Regions from separate parts of the Mus musculus genome. Here region 2 is linked to region 1. Evidence: chromatin contacts called from public ChIA-PET data. All regions are on one chromosome and are shown on one strand. Each heading gives the region's core, a stretch centred on a gene start, on an enhancer-like site or on the middle of the called end of the contact. The rest is flanking DNA. Distances are from core to core; before and after follow the strand shown.

Region 1 (4,243 bases), core at 657-3,156:
GCTCCCTGCCCTTCCTAGCTTATCAGAGTTTCTGTTCTAGGATTGAGGCCAGGCCCCCGAGACCCTGGCCCTTTGAATACATGAACTAGCCTTCCAGACATGCTGGATACCTTGTAGCGCACAGCTGTCATAGAACTCCGGAGGTGGAAGCAGAGAAGTCTAGAGAAAAGAAAAGTTAAACTGCAAAAGTCCCGACAACAAACACAAGCTGGGGATCTGGACAACGGAGGAAGGAGCCCCACTTCTAAAATCTCCGACATCCTTGAAGGTCTACAGCCTAAGGTGTCTCGTCTCTTTGCTGAAGGTGACAGCGGATGCCCCTGCAACCTCCAGGCTGAGGGGTTTCATTGATTCTTTCCCTCTCCCCATCCTACCCCCAGTCAGGTGGTGCTGTCTGAGGACGAAGTTTGTCAAGGTTCCCATCGGCCATGCTTCCCTGTTGGGTCTACCTCTGCACCTGACCTGCTGTCAATTATCCTTCTCCAGAAAGGTCTGAGGCAATCCAGGCAGGGCCAGACAGAGGAACTCACTCATAACCACATGGCAGGCAGGAAGTAGCAAGGGGGGCTAGCTCAGGGTACCTCACATCTGCCCCTTGGGGTTTCTGTGCAAGAATAGGGCACCTAGGCTGTCCCTTGTCCTGATTACCATCTGATTGACTCAGGAGGCTTTGCTTCAGTACCACCAATGTTAGATGGCTTTCAACCTAGGCAGGGGGAGAAGAGGCCTGGGGCAGGACTATAGGTATGTATGCATAAACTATAATGCCCACTCAGAGTAAGTGTAGGTTCCATGCTGTGATTATATGTCCTGCTGGTGTGACGAACGGGCCTTTAATCTCAACACTCTGGCAGTAGAAAGAAGAGGTGGGTGGAGGTGAGGAGGAGGGAGAGAGGGGAGAGGAGGAGAAACGGTGGGAGGGTGGGAGGGAGAAAGAGGTAGCGCTGTTGGTAGAACGCTTGGCTACCATTTGGGAAGCCCAGGATCCCAGCATTTAGGAGGTGACCTGAAGGTAGGAGAATCAGGAATTCAAGATGTCAGGGATACAAGAGAAAGAGGGAGGGGGCTCTGTCCCCCAGCATGGTGATACATGCCTATTTTAGCATCCAGGAGGCTCACACACAGACGCACAGAGAGTTCCAAGCCTGCAAGGATGATCGCCATGAGACTTAGTCACGGACTAAATAAATAAATTTTGTTGCATCCCGTGTTGATATGTGCTTTGCCGGTATCACCTGCTTTGCCTAGTGTTCTCGGGGCACAGAAGAGGGTATTGCATCCTCTGGAAATGGTTGTGAGCCACCTCGTGGGTGTTGGGAACCTAACCTGAGTCCTCAGTAAGAGTAATTAAGTGCTCTTAACCGCTGATCTATCTCTCCCCCCCAAACGTGATCTTCTTACTCAGAGTTGTCCAGTCTAAGTAACTTTAATAATCAGACGATCACAGCTTGGACACAGGCTTACTGAGCTGCCCCTGACTCAAGCAAGTGACCCCGCTGCTCCATCTGTGCTTCCCCTCATCGCACAGTGGGGAAAGTGCTTCAATGAGCTTAGCATTCGGGCCACAGGGATGTGCTGGGCTCCAGTCCCACACCATCATTTCAGTTTCACGGCAACCTGCTTTGAAGACGCGGGGACAGAAAGGAATGAGGCCCTCGGCCACCGCCTCTACCCGCGGACAACCAGTCGCCAGGATCCTGCGGTGACCACTGGCCCCGCCCGCCCGTGTGCAGCCGGGAAAGCGCGCCGTCCCGCAACCTTCCCGCTGCGCGGCCCTCGGTCGCCCCCTGCTGCCGCGGCGTGGACGCTGCAGGACCCCGTCCGGCCCGCCCACCCGCATCCGGATTGGCCACCATGCTGGACTGGGGCGCCAAGGCCCCGCCTTCTCTCCCGCTCCTTTGATCACGCGCTGGAGGACTCTTCCGGGGCCGGGGCCAACCCAAGGTGTTGCTGTCAGGGCTGCACGGCGGGAGGTAAGGCATGGCCGGGTTGGATGGGCAGCAGCGCGCCCGCACGGAGCAGCTTGGGGTGCCGGGGTCCCAAGGTATCTAGGCGGGCATCGGCCCCTCGATATCCCCTCCCCAATACCCCCGATCCTCCCCGCAGCTGGGAACCATCTGCCCACCCAGGCGGGCCAGCAGCATCCTAAGAGTGGCCTCATACCTTTTCGGTTCTGGTTCGCCCCCCTCGGCCTGAGACGGGGAGCTCGCAACTGGGAACTGGCAAAACTGACCCATGGACATGAGGCAGTCAGCCAGTACCTCTTCCTCTCTCTGAGAGTCTGGGACAGGAACTTGAGCCATCTCAGTGCTGCCGCCCGAGGATGATCGCGTTTCTGTCGATGGGGGCGACCCTCTCCACCTCTGCCTGTCAGCCCTGGCCGAGAGGGTAGGGACATAGGCGGAGCCCCGGGTGTACTAGAGGCAGGTGACCTCATCTAGATTAGATACTGTCCATCTGTACACAATGTCCACACTCGTACCTGAGAGCGATGCTGAGGACCGTGGATAGGATTACACCAGGGACAAGGATGCAGGCCTGTGGCTCCTTCATACCGTGGGGGAACGGAACCAGAACCCCTTCACATGATCCTAACTCACCCCTCCACCGCAGTGAAGGCCCAGCTATTTCTTTCTCTCCATTTAGCCGTGCACCTGCACCTAACCTTCCCCAAGCAGTTGATACCTGCAAATGTCTACCAGGCATCCAAGCTAAGCCACACCCTCTTGTTTGTAAGACGCTGGGCCGGAACCAAGCCTGGATGGGATCTGGGCCTGTCTGGTTACCTCGGGGTCATTAGTGTTTGGCTTTAAGTTTTCCGGGATTTCCAGACCTGCTTGTCACCACAGGTACAGCTGATATCCTCCCTTCCTCCTCCCCAGGGAGCCCAGAGGAGGCGCCCTCCCGAGGCCACCACTGCCCATGCAGTCCATCCATTCAGCCATCTGGCTACTGATGTCATGAGTAACACGACAGTGCCCAATGCCCCCCAGGCCAACAGCGACTCTATGGTGGGCTATGTGCTGGGGCCTTTCTTCCTCATCACCCTGGTCGGGGTGGTGGTGGCCGTGGTAAGGAATCCTCAGACTTGCCTGGGGTGGCTGCTGGGTGGGCCTGGTTTGGTGGCCACAGCATCTCGGCTGTTATTAAGGGTGTGGAAGTGGGTCTTGAGACTGGGCAGTGCTCGCCTCCCCAGCCCCATAGTACGTGTCTCTGTTACAGGTAATGTATGTGCAGAAGAAAAAGCGGTGAGTGCCCTAACTCCCTGGTACTAATACCCTTTACCCTAGCAGAAATGGGTTCCTTTCTGGCCCAGTGGTTTGAGGGGAGGAGACACCGGATAGTGCGGGGCTGAGGTTCCTGTGCTCCCGCTCCCAGGGTGGACCGGCTTCGCCATCATCTGCTTCCCATGTATAGCTATGACCCTGCAGAAGAACTCCAGGAAGCTGAGCAGGAGCTGCTCTCTGATGTGGGAGACCCCAAGGTGAGCTACATTTCTGGCTAAGAACCACGTTGCAACAGGAGGCCAGTTCCTCACTCTAAGCAACCAGGTCATGGGTCATCCTTACAAATACTTGCCAGCAGTGAGGCTGCAGTGGCTTGCTCTTCCTGACAGGTGGTTCATGGCTGGCAGAGCAGCTACCAGCACAAGCGGATGCCCCTGCTGGACATCAAGACATGACCGTCCACACTCCACCACTCACCCAGATAGGTACAGGAGCATCTGTCTATTCTAACCACCTACAGCTGGCCCCGAGCCAAGCCTTCCAGGCAGCCGCTCTTCCACACTAGCCTATTCCCACGGTGACAGGTCCAGATGTATAGGTGTATATGTTTTGTAAATAAAAACTTTTGTGGCTTCAAGTTGCCCTCCTTGGGTGGACTCCATTGCAGGGTGGGGCAGGGAAGGGTCATAGTCGGCCCCGCCCCTTTTACTGTGAATGCTCCTTACACCAGAGACTGTCCAGAAAAGGCTATTTGTTTTTTATTCAAGTAACTGCAAATAAGAAACCAGGGAGGAAGCCCCAGGCTGGGACAAATACTGGCCACCCCTCCCCCACAGAACAAGGGGAGGTGGCCCTACACCCTTTTCCCATCAAAGTGGGCCCCCATCCTCACTCTGCTGCAGCATCCACGGGGTGGGGCCCCATCTTCCTTAGTGTGGGGTAGGTAACCAGTCTGCTGCGCCCCAGCCCCCCTTCCCCTCGAGTGTATTGTGTGGGGGAGAGAATACAGGCAAATT
Region 2 (4,243 bases), core at 864-3,363, 430 kb before region 1:
TGCACATCTTCAGACGTGAAGGCATTTCCCAGTTTTGGTTGTTATTTTGTGTGTGTGTGTGTGTGTGTGTGTGTGTGTGTGTGTGTGTGTATGTTTTTCGAGACAGGGTTTCTCTGTAGTAGACCAGGCTGGCCTTGAACTCAGAAATCCACCTGCCTCTGCCTCCCCAGTTCTGGGATTAAAGGTGTGCGCCACCACTGCCCGGCCAGTTTTGTTTTCTAAGCACATGTTTGTGTGCCTTTCACACTGCAAGCATGTGTACATGTATGTACAGCTCAGGTCCCGTGAGACTGGGTCTCTTACTGAGCCCAGGGTTTTAGCATTGGGCTAGGAAAGCTGGAAGGTCCTCGTGTTCCTACCTCCCTGGTACAGGGATTAGAAATTCTTGTTATCAGCCAGGTGGTGTCATCAGAACGCCTTTAATCCCAGCACTCGGGAGGCAGAGGCAGGCGGATTTCTGAGTTCGAGGCCAGCCTGGTCTACAAAGTGAGGTCCAGGACAGCCAGGACTATACAGAGAAACCCTGTCACGAAAAAACAAAAAAACAAACAAACAAAAAAAAAGATTTGTTTTTTGCAGGTGCCCAAAAAGGACAGAAGAGGGTCCTGTGTCTCTGGACTGGATAAAATGGCTGTGAGCAGACTGATGTGGGTGTCAGGGGCAGACCTGGGTTCTCTGCTGGAGCAGTGTGGTGTCTTAACCGTGGCTGGGCCGTCTCTACAGCCCACTGTCTACACAGTCTATGCTGTTAGCATCACTGTGACAGTGCATTGTGGGGTGAGTGCAGTCCTGGAGGGGTGTGTGTGTGTGTGTGTGCGCGCGCACTCACATACAAACAGCATGCCTGCAGCAGCATAGCTGACAATGGAGCTGAGAGAGAGGATCTTCAGCAGTGCCAGAGGAAGAACTGGCTGACACTTAAGAACCAAGACAAGTGCTGTACAAAAGGCGGAGTCTCAAGGTGGCTTGTCACATGCGATTCCACACTGGGTTAAGCGAAGCATGACTATCTCAGGGCCACTACTTCATGAAGGTAGCAATGGCAGGCAGGGGCCATGTTTACACAGCTCAGAACAAAGACAGACAAAGCCTTAGCATACCATCTCTATTTCTGCAATGTTTGTTTTTGTTGTTGTTGTTGTTGTTGTTGTTTTCCTTTTTAGTGAGTATATACCAGTATAATTAACAAGACAATCCAAAAGCGTCTCCCCTTCCAGCCCACACTACAGGCCCAAACTCTGTCTCATCAATGCTGACATAAACATAACCCTTGGAAAACAGATCAGTCAGTTCATAAAAGCTGCATACAGAGATGACATGAATGGAAAAGGAGAAAGGAATTATCCAGTAGCACTGCAGGCCACTGCTGCTCACTTCTGGGCTGGTGGTTTCTGCTCCCTGAGAGAACATGCAGGGCTTCTGAGAAAATACTGAGTTAATGCCTCACTGCCTTGTCTGAAAGTTCTAGTAAGCCAGGCCAAAGGGCTAGCCTGGGCTAGCTTGTAGGCCGTAGGCCACGACAAAGGGCTAGCCTGTAGGCTGGGTGCACACACACAGGACAGAACAGCAAGGAGCAGAGGGGCAGGCGTGAGACTCTAAGTCTTCTTTCAAAGCTCTCAGGAGCTGGGAGAATTCTTGAGCTTGGGACAGAAGAGCTTCCACAAGGACATCTGGCAGCCAGGATTAGCCCCTCTGTCACCCTCTGAGCTGGCTATGTGTGGTCACTCTACAGGAAGCCCCTAAAAGAATCGCCCTCCTTCTTCAAGAAGCACCAAATTCAAATGCACAGGCCTGTTTCACCAAAGTTAATTCCCACGATCCTTTTAGAAAGGGGTTCACACTGTAGCCCCACACAACTTTCAACTCTGGACGTCACAGTAATCCCCCTGCCTGTCTCCATAACCCCCCTTCCTGTCTCCAGAGCACTGGGATTACAGGTGTGGATAACTATGCACGGCTCCTGTGGTTTCAGACTCTAGAGCAGGCACCAGAGCCTTGCCTGCTCTACATTTAGAATGCTCCCGCAGGACGGACTTCCTGAGCCGTGGGCGTCTGCACCAGCCCACACACAGACCCAGTGCGAGCGAGCGTGGGTAGAAATCATCATCTCAGTTCTGAGAGGAAACAGCGAGACCAAAGGGCCGGATGCTCAAGATGCTTGTGGAACAACAGCAGTCTCACCAAGGCAGTGCAATGAAGGAAAGGGGTTCCTCGAAGGCCATACGGCTGGAGATGCACACTTAAAACTCCTCTACATGGAACACACCTCAAGTACAGAACTCAGAGATACAAAATTTCTAGAAGGAAGTATAGAAAAAAAATACCTCTGGGGCTGGAGAGTGAGTGATGTGCCTGTTCTGAGCACAAGACCCGAGTTACAATTTAGATCAGCTACCTAGAAAATGCCAAGTGTGGTATATGTAGCTATAGCACCAGCCAGGGGTGGGAGAACGTAGCCCTTGTCTCAAAATGTAAGGTCCAACAGCCCTAAGGGCACAGGCCTTTAATCAGAACTTAAGCCAGGCAGAGGCAGGTGGATGTCTGTGTGCTCCAGGCCAGCCTGGTCAGAGTACAAGTTTCAGAGCATCCTGGCAAGAAAATAAATCAATAAATTGAAAACAACTGAGGAAGCTGCTTGACACCAACCTCTAGTCTCTGCAACCAAACCTACATGTTGCATGTACATGTAGAAACAGGCACACCCCACACCCATTCATGCACATATATGCACACACACACACACACACACACGACTTATGACATTATGAACTTTAAAAAGCCATTAAAAAAGAAAGGACAAATTGAACTTCTCCAAAATAATTAAGATCTCAAAGCCACTATAAAGATGGCCATAAACTGAGAGAGGCACATTCAATAAAGAAGTTGTCAGTGGGGTGTGGTGGCACAGGCCTGTGATCTCTCTCTATTTATGGCCAGCTAACAGCCAACAGGAGGCACGAGGCATGCACAGTGGAGGGCACCATAGCTACAGGGAGCTGGGAGAGGCAGGCTCTGCAGACACCACCTCCAGCCTGCCTGGCGCCCTTGCTCACTCCCTCTGCAGGGCTAGAACATACATCCAGAAGCACAAGCAGGCCGAGGTGCCAAAGCACTACGGTTACAGGGAGAGCCCATCATGACCCTAACAACCTAGCCTGCTCAGGACTCAGAGCCCATCATGGACCCAAACAACCTAGCCTGCTAGCTAGCACGACAGGCTCCAGCTAGTCTCCATACAGGTGCTGCTGTCCTGGATTCTGTTCACACAGCTGTCACTTAGGTGACCTCAGCTGTCACCTGGGTACTCTCACCTGCCCTGCTACACGTGAGGGAGGGCTGCATCTTCATCCATTCAAGGGCATGGAGTCCGGGTATTGAAGGAGACCGAGCACAGGGGGCCTGACCGTCCCTGCAGCGCATTCCTTCCTGTGCTGTGGGAGTGGGGTAGGCATACCTTCAGTCCTCCCGTCTGTGGTCCCCAGCTTCTTGGTTTCTGCCGTGAGCAGCAGCTCATATGGGTGCTCCTCCTCTTCCTGGGGAGCACTACTCTGAATCCTGGGTCTCACAGCCAGGCCCTAGGAGACAGAAATAGCCAGACATGTTGGACAGAGGCAGGTGGCACATGACAAAGCTCTGATTCTTGCCTAGAGGTTGACATTCTGGAAACTTCATGTCCAGTGCATGAGGCTGAGACGCAGACCATAAAAGAGGGGCCTGGTGGGTGTGTGGTCCTTAGGAGCCTTCTCAAACAAATCCTCTCCCAGGGGAGTTGTGGCTTATGTGGCATACATGATGACTTCAGTTGTTACCATGTGAGCCTGGCACCCCCATGCCCTCTGCCACACACCCTCCACACTGTGATGCAGTCAGACTCCCACAGAAGCTAATGAGCACACAGCTGCTTCCTCTTGGCTTCGTGGTATTCCAAACCGTGAGCCAAAGAAATGTCTTTATTCTTTAATGTACCCAGACTTGGAGATTTTGTTGAAGCAATGGGAAAACCTAAAACAATTTCTATATGAAATCCCCACAACCTGATTAAACCATTCTTTTTTTATCTTTTTACCTCATTTTATCCTTCGATACAAATCTAAGCCTCTCTTTCCTCCCCTCTCTCTTCCACACTGCTTTCTGTGGAGACTACTTTCTTCTCCAACATGCACCTACACTTCCCAAAGGCCAGTATCTACCTCAAAAGGAAGACATGATACTCTTGATGCTCAACCCTTCACAGGTACTAGAC

The links. ChIA-PET counts read pairs in DNA pulled down with a chosen protein or histone mark.
Region 2: a contact with region 1 is called in an RNA polymerase II ChIA-PET map of memory CD8 T cells, with 7 read pairs. The contact joins the enhancer-like site here to the promoter of AI413582 in region 1. A contact is called at or near these places in 2 of 39 promoter capture datasets (the 3T3-L1 cell line and cranial neural crest), 1 of 484 Hi-C or Micro-C datasets (CD8 T cells), 3 of 115 datasets of contacts at active chromatin or transcription factors (bone marrow-derived macrophages, embryonic stem cells and memory CD8 T cells) and 1 of 9 other capture datasets (adipose tissue).

What each region holds. Positions count from the first base shown.
Region 1 is chr17:27,563,390-27,567,632 of GRCm38.p6, reverse strand. It overlaps AI413582 (expressed sequence AI413582), which reads left to right and starts at 1,906. Exons shown (of 5, transcript NM_001002895.2): 1 at 1,906-1,973; 2 at 2,883-3,071; 3 at 3,223-3,248; 4 at 3,379-3,484; 5 at 3,617-3,864. The coding sequence starts at 2,961. The coding sequence ends at 3,682. Hmga1 (high mobility group AT-hook 1) reads right to left here. Exons shown (of 5, transcript NM_001025427.3): 5 at 3,961-4,243.
Region 2 is chr17:27,995,266-27,999,508 of GRCm38.p6, reverse strand. It overlaps Anks1 (ankyrin repeat and SAM domain containing 1), which reads right to left. Exons shown (of 25, transcript NM_181413.4): 11 at 3,455-3,575. Among named protein-coding and RNA genes, the nearest start is that of Gm35290, 9.9 kb to the left of the region's middle. Within about 2 kb of position 2,113, at least 38 of the 459 cell types and tissues checked have an H3K27ac peak or open chromatin away from gene starts, as enhancers often do. A contact at or near this core is called in CD8 T cells and memory CD8 T cells, where this site is marked.